2 separate regions of the Triticum aestivum genome follow, and region 1 is linked to region 2. The links are chromatin contacts, called in public Hi-C maps. All regions are on one chromosome and are shown on one strand. Each heading gives the region's core, a stretch centred on a gene start, on an enhancer-like site or on the middle of the called end of the contact. The rest is flanking DNA. Distances are from core to core; before and after follow the strand shown.

Region 1 (6,236 bases), core at 2,884-5,383, 170 kb after region 2:
TGAGGAACATGAGTAACCTTGTGTTCTCAATACTCTTTAGTTTCAAGTCCAAGAAAACTCCAAAGTCATATTATTTGAGCTTAGCTTTGGCAGGTACATACAAACTTTTACTGGCAAGTAAAACTTGATTGGGAACACACTTATAGTTCGGGCATATCTTTTTAGAACGATTAATATTATCCTGATGAGAGAAGACAATAACAACAAAATAAGGTTCTAGAAATAGTAGGACATGACAAAATCGTGAAAAGTTTTAAACGGCATAACCCAGAAATGAACATGGTTGAAACAATAGGGACCTGACAACATTTTACCTTTTTGAACTTCCCATTAGGAGGTTTAGAGGCCTTGCTCACACGAGTGGCTGGGGGGCACACAAAATCATCATCGCTCGTACTAGATGCCCTAACCTTCCTCTTTGTAGCAAGATTCTCGTTTCGAACGCTGGGAGGTTTTGATGGCCTTGGATGTTTTTCGCGAGGAGGGGGAGTGGAAGAAGCGGCAGCTTGATGAACAACAGAGGTAGTTGCGTCAGCAGCAACATAAGGACCTTGATGCTCACCTACCGCTCTAACATTTTCTGTAGGGACATGGAACATACGGGGAGTAGTGTCTGTAAACTGCATCGCTCTGCAGAGAGAAAATGAAAGGTAAATTAGATGCAGTGAAGATAATCGTAGGTTTTACGTTGCAGTTAAGAAAAAAGTGCGGGGGCTGGTATATGGTTAATAAGCTAGGTCGGAATATTATTTTTGAGATAGGAGAAACATGATAAATCATATGTACCGTATTTGATAGTGCATAGGATAAGTTCGTATCTACATGATATATTAGAGTTATATGCCAATTCTGGTGTATATGCTGAAGACTTAGCGCTGTACTTTCTAATATTAATGATGTAGTAAAACAGATATGGGAAAAAAATATTAGAATTAAGTAAATAGTCAAAATGAGCAGATTATGCAAGAACAAAGTTAAGCATAAAACTTCTTATTTCATGTACATAAATTCAGAAGATTATACGAAGACGGGAAGCTTAAAAATTTGAGTAAATAACTCAATTACATTAATGTTATCAGGAGGGCATATCGTGTGGTCAATAGACAGGCTTGCTCTCATAACGTTTTGTAAGATGAAATTCAGTTAACTTAAATTCCTTACTAAATCTAATTATGTTTGGAGAATAAATGTACACATACTCTTCCAAATTTACGGAGAGGGGGCCATACTGAAGAACCCCAGCGGCAAAGGCCTGGTTGTGATCAGTCGTGGTGGGTGGAGACGTAGACCGCATGAACAAGCAAGCAACGGGTGCTAGGTGTGTTGAATATTGACCACAACCTGGCAGATTGCAAAAAATTACAAAATGTTTGTAATAAAAATCAATTCTCCAGTCCACACGCAAGAATGTAAACTCACTCAATCATAATTACAGATAACCTGAGACCAAACTGGAGGCTGTTCAAAAATTCAGCGCATGAAGGAGGGGAGAAATTAAAAAACCAAAAAAGAAACTGAAGCAGTAGCAACGATGTTGCCTGTCTCCTCCCATGAACTCACTTACCCAACAATAATGAATGTTGGCCAGATCAACCCGGCGGCAATCACACACTGCAGCACCGCGGCGCGGTAATCACAATGGCTGGCTCTGCCGTGAGCACCATCCACAGCACCCGCCCAATACCTAGGGAACCCGCCCCACCTGCCCGGTGACCAGCAGACGTCGAGACAACATTGTGATCACCACGGCGTGGAGCAGCACACCGGCATGCTAGCCAGCAAACCACCACACCGTTGAGTCCAGATGTTGCTGCACACGAGGTGTCGCTACCGTGGGTGACTTGCCGCCGACCAAATCCCCCAATCACGACGCCGCCTTTGACCTCCTGCTGTTTGCCATCGAGGATCCTCGAGCAGTTTGCAGGTTACGTTGGCACCAGATTAGAAAATTACGGGAACGTGGGCTGGCTAGTACAGCTCTTAGAGCAAGTATAATAGGTCCTAGTCAGCTGGCTATAACATGGTCCATGTCAGCAATATTTTAGTTGGAAGAGTGAGAAACGAAGAGAGAGAGCGCAGCCGGCGAAAGAGAGCGCAGCCGGCGCTTCGCGTATCGCCCGGCTATAGCGCAAGCTACGAGAAACTAAAGCCAGCATGCAGCCGGCCTGCTAGCTAAAAGCGGGTGCCTTCTTCGCACCTATCAATTATTTACGTTTCTATGCTCCACTCCATATGTAAGCATTGAGTGCTGTAGTCACTAATCTACAGCCTGCCTATTATATAAGCATTCTTGCATGAAGGCTCTTGATGATGTGGCATTGATATAGAGCCGGCAGTGGGCTCTTCTATTAGCCATGCTCTTACGGTTAGCAAGATTACCTCGATTCCAAGGTAATTTTACATCGTGGAAGTAGTGGCTTTGTAAAAAAAATATTACAAGACCGATTGGTAACCTTTTTTTTTGACAGCAGGCCGGTTGGTAAAGTTACCTCAGGGAGATGGCTGGTCGAGGGATGGGTGCGATTGGGGCCGAATATGCTGGCTCGGTCGATTGGCCAGGGTGAGGAATAAGTAATTCCTCACCCTGGGTGCCTAATAGAATATCTCTCTCTCTCTCTCTCTATATATATATATATAATATAAAATGTATGAAAAAATGAGATCAATACATATTTTTAGAAAATACAAATTATGTATTTATAAAATGTTAAGGAATTATAAAAATATATTTCTGATGATACTAAAAATTTACGACACATATGAAAAAACTAGACACGTGTTGATAAAATAAGAAAGCCAAAGAAAGAAGGAAAAAAAACTCGAAGACAAAAGAAAATAGTAAAAAAAATAAAATCAAAGAAAACTGGTGCAAACAGTAAAACCCAAAAAAACACAGGAAAAAAACTCACGCAGAGGTAGCTACAGTATTGGGCTGGTGCTATCTGCGCTAGAGGCGAGCCGGAGCTACATCTCATAATAAGCGAGATATAGCCGAAATCACTAATTAAGGAGTACTTCTTGCGGAGATCACTCCAACTTCCCCAGGTTGCGACAAGTGGTGGCTGCATGTGCGCCACTTGTCGCAACCTGGGAGTTTTTTCTTTTTTCGTAGATCCATTTATTCAAAATGTTTTATCTCTTAAACCGTGCGTCCAAATCTCAAACCGCTTTCGCCATTGGATTCCTCGTGTCAAGATCTTCAAAACTAGATCCCATGTTGATAGGTTTTGATGGACTTTTTTTCACGAAAAAACAGACGGAAAAATCGATGAAAAAACCGAACCAGGAACACGGTTTTTTTTCCTTTTCCGATAGAGGCACGCCCGTGCCTCTGACGAAATCACAATTGTGCCTCTCGCGGAAGCAAAACTGTGCCTCTCGCGAAAGAAAAAAAAACAAAAAACACGTTCTTTTTCCTTTCTGAAAGAGGCATGCCCGTGCCTCTCGCGAAAGCACAACCGTGCCTCTCGCGGAAGCAAAGTCGTGCCTCTCGCGAAAGAAAAAAAACAGAAAACACGTTTTTTTTCCTTTCCGAAAGAGGCATGCCCTCGCGAAAGCACAACCGTGCCTCTCGCGGAAGCAAAACCGTGCCTCTTGTGAAAAAAAAATGCGTTTTTTTCTCTTTCTAAAAGAGGCACGCCCTTGCCTCTCGCGAAAACAAAACCGTGACTCTCGCGAAAAAAATGAGTTTTTTGCGCAAAAAAAATATTTTTTGGTCAAAAAGTTAGGGAAGACCGGTAGAAAACCAAAACGTCAAAAAAACCCGGAAAAAAACCGTTTAAAAAGCCGAAATCACGTGCGAAAAAATAAAAAAAACAAAATTCGGAGGAAGCGCCCAGAGCGCGACACGTGGCGAACGGCTGAGAGCGCGCCAAATGGCGCTGATAGTTGCGAGGCTCCCGAAGAAGCGCTCGTTAATTAGTTGCTGCCAGATATATAGCTCCGCGGTATTTGCTGCCTGTCATCCATCCGGCACTGATTTTGGGCTTCCATCCCCGGCTTCAGCCCTGCTTTGTTCTGTTTGGTGGTCAGCTGGGCTTGTGTCTTCGGCTCAAAAACAAAAGAAAAAAAGCTGGGCTTATGTCTAGCCATTCTCAGAAAAAAAAAAGAAGAAGCTGGGCTTGTGTCTAGCCAATAGAGAGGGCGAGGGTAGGGAGGTAGGAGTAGAAGCGAGGGGAGGGCGAGCCGCACGGAAACGAAGCAGCACCAGTCCACCACCGTCCACCGGCGCAGGCGCTTCCGTGCGGCGCAAGTTCGGCGCGGGGCGTCTCCCTCCGTCACCACCAGGACGGGATCCAGAGTCCAACCCAAGTCAATCACTCCCAAACTCGCATCCATCGCCTCTCCACTGCTCCCGCCGCCTTCCTCCGCCCGAAACCCCTCGCCGCCGACTCGCCGAGGCGATCCGACTCCGAGATGCTGGCGCCGCTCCCTCGCCTGACGGGCTCCCTCCGCCCCCACTTCGACGCCGACCAGGCCTACCTCCTCCGCAAGGCCGCCCTCCAAGCCCGCGCCCTCCCAAGGTATCACCGCGCTTATCCCCTTCCCAACCCCAATTTCAGTCACCCGGCCCGAATCCGTGGTATCCCTTACGCTTTCGTGCTGTCTTCGCAGGCCGCATGACGAGTGGGCGCTCGCCCGGAGGTTCGTGCCCAACTGGGACGACGGTAACTACCCCAAAACCCTCCCCGCCTGCGCTCGGCTGCTAGAGCCGACGCGACGGATTTGCGTGGGTGTGTGCGTGTCTCTCTGCGTTTTACTTTCTGAAGTTGCCACCCATTGTTGCAGCTCCCAGCGATGTGCGCCAGGCGTACAAGCAGTTTATCGGCGCCGTGGTGGAGTTGTTGAACGGGGAGGTGGTGTCTGAGGAACTCCAGCAGGTTGCTCAGGCTGTCTATAGGTTGTTTGGCACGGAGTCCGACACCACCCAGAAGCCCCTCCAGAGAAGGTATATGCTATTGGCTTTTTAAGTGGAGAGCCCTCACATTAGCTGCTTTGCTCTGAATGCTGCCCACCATGTTTCCATATTTTAAACATGGTTAAATTTAGGAAGAACATATGACATAGCATGTTGCAAATGCCGTAGATCCTTTTTTGCCGGAATCCTCTACTCATGATTTTATCTATCTCCGTAGGAATGAATTGGAACGACTTGTGGGCTACAGCGTGCAAGACTCAGTTCTGAAAAAGTTAGCTCAGTTAGCTCAGAAGCTCCATTCCCTTCAACGGGGGAGCATTCAGGAATTTGTACAGGAAGACACGAAGGTCGTAGATGGAGATGATACAAGTGAATTTGGGGCAAGCTTTGACTTCAAAGCACCTTCTCGTTTCATTATTGATGTTACGCTTGATGATGACCTACCATTGGGAAGTGGTGTATCGAGTTCATTTCAAGAGGAGCAGCATGATGCCAGCACTACATCTTGTAATTCAACTGCTTTTGCGGGTCCTGTGGATTTGAGGTGGCTAAAAGATCAGTGTGATCTGATAACTAGAAGTGGTGGCTCGATGCTCTCGGGAGATGAACTTGCAATGGCTTTGTGCAGAGTGCTACGTTCCAATAAAGCAGGCGACGAGGTGCTGCTATAATTTGCTTCCGGTATTCCCTTTGTTTATTGACTCAATCATTTAATATTACAACATTCCAACATTGCAGATAGCTGGTGAACTGCTGGACATGGTTGGGGATGGTGCCTTTGAAATAGTTCAGGATCTTCTTTCAGTAAGAGACCAATACCCTGTCATTATCTGCGTGCAGTTTATTTTGCATGGTTCTTCATACATGATACCTGGATCAAATAATTAAAATAATAATTAGCTGGATTCCTGCAACTACTACGACTTCTACTGATATTCAACAGGACATTATACCTCGTAGTCTTGCATCCTTGCAACTTATTAATGTGATATAAGCAAAACATGCCCGAGGATTCAGTTACTAGCAAATCACTTTATAACATTCAGAACCCTGGCTGGGCTACATGTCCAAAGGCTAATATCCGGCTAAAATTCAGGCAGCAAACTGGCCAGTGGAGGAAACCAGAAGTTCAGTAGACATTAATTAAGTTACTATGATTGTTGGTTACTCTTTTTTATGACCCAGTGCATTATGTGGCCTTGTTCTGTTCATCTTGATAACTCTCATTCATAAGAGAAAGATTTCTACAGTCTATCCCTTGTTTATCTCTTTAATCAGTTTGACACGTAATTTGTGCTTTCACTGTGGCAAGAATCGA
Region 2 (6,198 bases), core at 939-3,438:
ATGCTGTAAAATAGAGAGGAAGTTACTATACATTTTAAAATAAATAGATTCAGAAATAACATACTGGAATCTGGATTTTGCAAGACATGAATGATATTTAAGTGCAATCCAGGCAACAGCAATGACTTACTGGTATGCCAAGAACCTAAACAATAAAAGATGTAGCTTCCCAAAAAAAAAGTGATATATCATGCTTTAAATAATGTCACTTCACTAACAAGCTTTACAAAATGAGGAAGGCAGTATACCATGCCTCAATGCTCACTACACTTATGCATAACCAAATTATAGAGTGGAATTACACCGTGAGGCATAAAGCAACATACCGAGAAGCAATATAAATATATTTCTTCTTACATTTTCCCTTTTATTTTATTGCGAGGACGCATGTTTGGTTGGTGTACAAAACTAACCTAACCATTTTTTTGCTCATAGCCAAAAATTTGGTCCTTGTTTGGATGAGTTGCCCGAAATTGGTTGGTACGCCCATATGCAAACTTGCTAACTCTAGTTCATTTTTCTTGCCAACATTAGCTAGATCATTGGCAAGCAAAACATTCACTAAAATTTTGCCTAGCATTTTTTAGGATGGTGAATTTGGGCTCAGAATCATTCTAATGGTGTAGGACTGAATACGCACTTCTGGATAACAGAGTATTTGTCAGCTTACTACATATAAGATCATCAAATATCATGTTACTGGATCATGCACATTCATATAGAACTCAACCTGAGTTCCCCTGTGCAGTTTCTTTAAATGGTCTAGGGAAACCAGATAGCCATGTTTAATCATGCAAACTCAGTCTCACGTGATACATACATTAGATAAAAGAACTGATTAGATTCAACTGGGTATTAATAAGGTGTGAGCCTTAAAATATAAAAGGTTATTACGAGATTTATCCAAGGTGGGGCCCTTAAATTCCTCCAAATGTGATCCATTGATCAGTCATCAGCCCAACATAAAATGGTCAATGTGCGTAGTTCACATTACACCTAGCCAGTGGTTTGCAACTTTGCACTGATATGCTCACTCTAGATAACACTTGTCACAAACTCCTGCTATTTAGCCTCGAAAATAAAAACAAGGCGTTTAATCGAACAGTGAAATCAAAGCAGGATGACAAATGTAGAAACAATGACATGATTCCATCATATATAATGCTGTATGTAGGCAGACATAAGCATGAAGGAACGTACGCATGCTCTGGAGGCTTTTTGCACTGCCCAGAAAGACCTCTATCGCCATTAGAGGTAGGACAAGGTGCATCCTGCAACAGTAAAACGAAACAAATAGATGTTAAACGATTTCCTCGGCCGCTGTACAAAATTAATTAGCCAGGAAAGGCGTGACAAGCATGATTATCCTAATCCAAGTGCGGAAGTTGGTAAGCTAGGCATAGGCAGTTGGATCTTGGATCTAACTGATACCACCCCAGCCCAGACGGACAAGATGAACAATCATGCGCGAGGGGTAAGAGGACTTAGGAAGAGAATCAAAATCAACCTCAACTTGAGCGATGTTGCCCCCTGGGGAACAAGCGTTGTCGCAATGGTAACAAATTAAGTACTACTACTACTCTATACTCTGCCTAATAAAGAAGATAATATGGAAGTAGAGCGAGCGAATCTCGCGCCGGCTGCACCAGGCGGTAGCTAACGCAGAACTGAGCGCCGCGATCTATAACAGGTGACTCGTTCAGAACAGGGCAGTCGACGAGCACAAGGAAGCAGAGGGCAAAATCAACCTCGGAATGAAGAAAAGAAAAAGAAAAAGGTATTCGATCGTCGACAAAAACCCCCGTCCCGGCGGCCGGCCCTCCCTCCCTCCATTCCACGCCGCCGCCGCCGCCGCGAGTCCGTACGCGGGAAACCCTAGGCGGCCCCCGTCCGCGATTGCGGGGGGATTTGGGGGTGGGGAAAAGAGGCGGCATGCGCCAATCAATCAAAGAAATGGAAAAAGGGGGCGATCGTCAGTTCGTCACCTTGGTCCTCGTCGCGGCGTCGGCGCGGCGCGCGGGCAGCGGCGGCGGGACCGAGCGGAACGCGGCGCAGGGGTTCGGCCTCGCCGCCTGCCCCGCCATTGGATTCCTCTCCTCCGTCCTCGCTCCTCACGCTCCCCACACACGCACGCAGGCAGAGAGAGGCAGGGGCAGGCGAGAGTGAATGGACGGGGGTTTTTGGGTTGTTGAGTGGAGGGAGGGGGAGGCGGTTGCGAGCAAATAGGCAAGCCTCTTCCCCTTCCGTGACCCCCTCGCGGTGCCCGTTTCGGGCAAGCTCCCCTACCCAACCCGGGCGGCCTCCCCGGCGAGACACTGACGGGACGGCCCCGCGCGTGTGGGCCCGCGGTGTCATGCAGCGAGGATGCTGTGCTCCGCGGTGCGTGTGGCGAGGGCCGCGCTCGCGGTTCGAGGGCCGGGGACCTGGGTGGACTGGCTGGCAGCTGCCACTTTTGACGGGGCGCATCCGGTGCTACGCGTGGGCGATCGGACGGCTGGCGGGTGAGCCTGCGTGCGACAAGCCCTTGCTGCGCCCAGGTACGCATTGCGCCGGCCGAGTCGCGTATGGTCGCTGACGCGTGGGGTCGTGTTTCGACGGGGCCGGGGTGTCATGGGTAGCGAGGTGTGATTTCATTGGTGTTGAGTGCGGAGGCGTCGGCTTTTGCCCGGTGGATTTTGCCGGTGACCGAAGCCTGTAGACGGTACGCTGCGCTTTGGGTTTGGGCCAATCGGATGCCGGAACGGGAGGATCGTTCCTTCCTTCGTTGATTCCCACAGTCGTGTGTGTGGACGCACCGCTGCATGCATTGCGTGGATAAAGACAAGGTTGGTTGGATGCACACAGTACACACTGGTTGAGTAGCTCATTGACTGACCACACTAATGGAGACGTAGTTACCCTGCTTTTAGTGCCGAGCACCTAACTACCTCTTTCCTCAGCGTGTACGTAGGCGAAAAAAATGTGGATTGATTTTATTTAAATCTTTCTAACAATACTCTCGTACTCCTAGTTTATCTTTTCTTCCTTTTTGGACGCGGATACGGCGTGACGGAGCCCCCCTGTCCCCGTAGCCCTATGAAATGGACATGTTTGATTGTGCTTCCACGTGAGTACACGGTAATATGCAAGTTGTCACACGTTGAGATTCACTCTCTAACAAGCGCAAGCTGGAGCCATAACGTGCAAGATGTCACGCGTCGGGATTCACTATCCAACGAGCACAAGCTGGAGCCATAACGTGCAAGATGTCACGCATCGGGATTCACTCGCCAACGAGTGCAGGCTGGAGCCATGATGTGCAAGTTGTCACGCGTCACACGTCTGGAATCACTCTCCAGCGAGCGCAAGCTGGAGCCATAACGTTGCAAACTGTCACGCATCGGGATTCACTCCCCACCGAGCACAAGCTGGAGCCATAACGTTGGTGGAGCTTCGGGGGGCCCACGAGGCAGGGGGGCGCGCCCTAGGGGGTGGGCGCGCCCCCCACCCTGTGGACAGCTCTCGTATCTTCTGACGTGGAGTCCAAGTCCATCAGGTGGGTTTCCTTCCAAAAATAACTTCTCCAGTTGATTTCGTTCCGTTTTGACTCCGTCTGATATTCTTTTTCCTCGAAACACTGAAATAGGCATAAAACAGCAAATCTAGGCTAGGCCTCAGGTTAATAGGTTAGTCCCAAAAATAATATAAAAGTGGATAATAAAGCCCAATATTGCCTAAAACAGTAGATAATATAGCATGGAGCAATCAAAAATTATAGATACGTTGGAGACGTATCAAGCATCCCCAAGCTTAATTCTTGCTCGTTCTCGAGTAGGTAAATGATAAAAAGAGAATTATTGATGCGGAGTGATACTTTGGCATAATTTCAATGTAAATCTTCTTAATCGTGGTATGAATATTCAGATCTGAAAGATTCAAGACAAAAGTTCATATTGACATAAAAAAAATAATACTTCAAGCATACTAACTAAGCAATTATGTCTTCTCAAAATAGCATGGCAAAAGAAAGTTCATCCCTACAAAATCATATAGTTAGGATATGCTTCATTTTCGTCACACAAAGATGTTCCCAACTTCTATACCCCCGATGACAAGCCAAACAATTGTTTCATACTTAAATAATCTCAAACTTTTTCAACCTTCACGCAATACATGAGCGTGAGCCATGGATATAGCACTATGGGTGGAATAGAATATGATGATGGGGATTGAGTGGAGAAGACAAAAAGGAGAAAGTCTCACATTGACGAGGATAATCAACAGGCTATGGAGATGCCCATCAATTGATGTCAACATGACGAGTAGGGATTGCCATGCAACGGATGCACTAGAGCTATGAATGCTCAATAAAAGAAAACTAGTGGGTGTGCATCCAACTCGCTTGCTCATGAAGACCTAGGGCATTTGAGGAAGCCCATCGTAGGAATATACAAGCCAAGTTCTATAATGAAAAATTCCCACTAGTATGAAAAAGACAACTTATGAGACTCACTATATGAAAAATATGGTGCTACTTTGAAGCACAATATATGAGACTCACTACATGAAGAACGAGGTGCTACTTTGAAGCACAAGTGTGGAAAAGGAGATAGTAGCATTGCCCTTTTTATTTATTTTATTTTTTTGGGCATTTTTTTTCTTTTGGCCTTTCTCTTTTCTTTTCTTTTTTCTTTTTTTGGTTTGGGCAATGCTCTAATAATGATGATCATCACACTTCTATTGATTACAGCATAAGGATTACAACTCGAAACTTAGAACAAGATATGACTCTATATGAATGCCTCCGGCGGTGTACCGGGATGGTGCAATGAATCAAGAGTGACATGTATGAAAAATAATGCATGGTGGCTTTGCCACAAATACGATGTCAACTACATGATCATGCAATGGCAATAAGACAAAAGTAATGTATGTCATGATGATGATGATGGAAGTTGCACGGCAATATATCTCGGAATGGCTATGGAAATGCCATGATAGGTAGGTATGGTGGCTGTTTTGAGGAAGATATAAGGAGGTTTATGTGTGATAGAGCGTATCATATCACGGGGTTTGGATGCACCGCGCGAAGTTTGCACCGACTCTCAAGGTGAGAAAGGGCAATGCACGGTACCGAAGAGGCTAGCAAACGTGGAAAGGTAAAAGTGCGTATAATCCATGGACTCAACATTAGTCAAAAAAACTCATATACTTAATGCAAAAATTTAGAAGTCATCAAAAACCAAGTACTACGTGCATGCTCCTAGGGGGGTAGATTGGTAGGAAAAGACCATCGCTCGTCCCCGACCGCCACTCATAAGGATGCACAAGCCAGATACACTTCATGTTTCAAATTTGTTACACAACTTTAACCATACGTGCATGCTATGAGACTTGCTAACTTCAACACAAGCATTCTTTAAATTCATAATCACCCAACTAGCATGACTTTAATATCACTACCTCCATATCTCAAAACAATTATCAAGCATCAAACTTTTCTTAGTATTCAACACACTCATAAGAATTCTTACATATCTTTTATGCTTAGCATATTAGGATTATTTAAGCAAATTACCATGCTATTTAAGACTCTCAAAATAATATAAGTGAAGCATGAGAGTTCATATATTTCTTCAAAATAAAACAACCACCATGCTCTAAAAGATATAAGTGAAGTACTAGAGCAATAACAAAAACTACTCCGAAAGATATAAGTGAAGATCAATGAGTAGTCGAATAATTATGCAACTATGTGAAGACTCTCCTATTTAATAATTCCAGATCTTGATACTTAATTCAAACAGCAAGCAAAGCTAAAAAAACTACATTACAAGGATAGCACAACTCATGTGAAGAAACAAAAACTTAGGCTCAACCGATACTAACCGATAGTTGTTGAAGAAGAAAGGTGGGATGCCTACCGGGGCATCCCCAAGCTTAGATGCTTGAGACTTCTTGAAATATTATCTTGGGGTGCCTTGGGAATCCCCAAGCTTGAATTTTTGTGTCTCCTTAATTCATCTCATATCATGGTTTCTCTTTTTATCAAAAGCTTCATCCACAACAAACTCAACAAGAACTCGTGAGATAGGTTAGTATAAACCAATGCAAAACCCTATCATTTTCTACTATAACAAATCACTAAAATTATTATTCAACATTTAATACTAAATGCCTCTGCATATTTAATACTCCTATCCTCAAATAGAATCATTA

Evidence for each region. Hi-C and Micro-C count contacts between places; a contact is called where the count stands out from the background.
Region 1: a contact with region 2 is called in a Hi-C map of leaf, with 2.6 times the contacts expected there. The contact joins the promoter of LOC123092984 here to the promoter of LOC123092982 in region 2.

The regions. Positions count from the first base shown.
Region 1 is chr4B:511,846,290-511,852,525 of IWGSC CS RefSeq v2.1, forward strand. LOC123092984 (DExH-box ATP-dependent RNA helicase DExH14) reads left to right here and starts at 4,134. Exons shown (of 49, transcript XM_044514857.1): 1 at 4,134-4,523; 2 at 4,615-4,667; 3 at 4,789-4,948; 4 at 5,136-5,577; 5 at 5,657-5,722. The coding sequence starts at 4,417.
Region 2 is chr4B:511,673,770-511,679,967 of IWGSC CS RefSeq v2.1, forward strand. LOC123092982 reads right to left here and starts at 2,189. Exons shown (of 10, transcript XM_044514855.1): 1 at 1,986-2,189; 2 at 1,201-1,271; 3 at 1-3. The coding sequence starts at 2,084.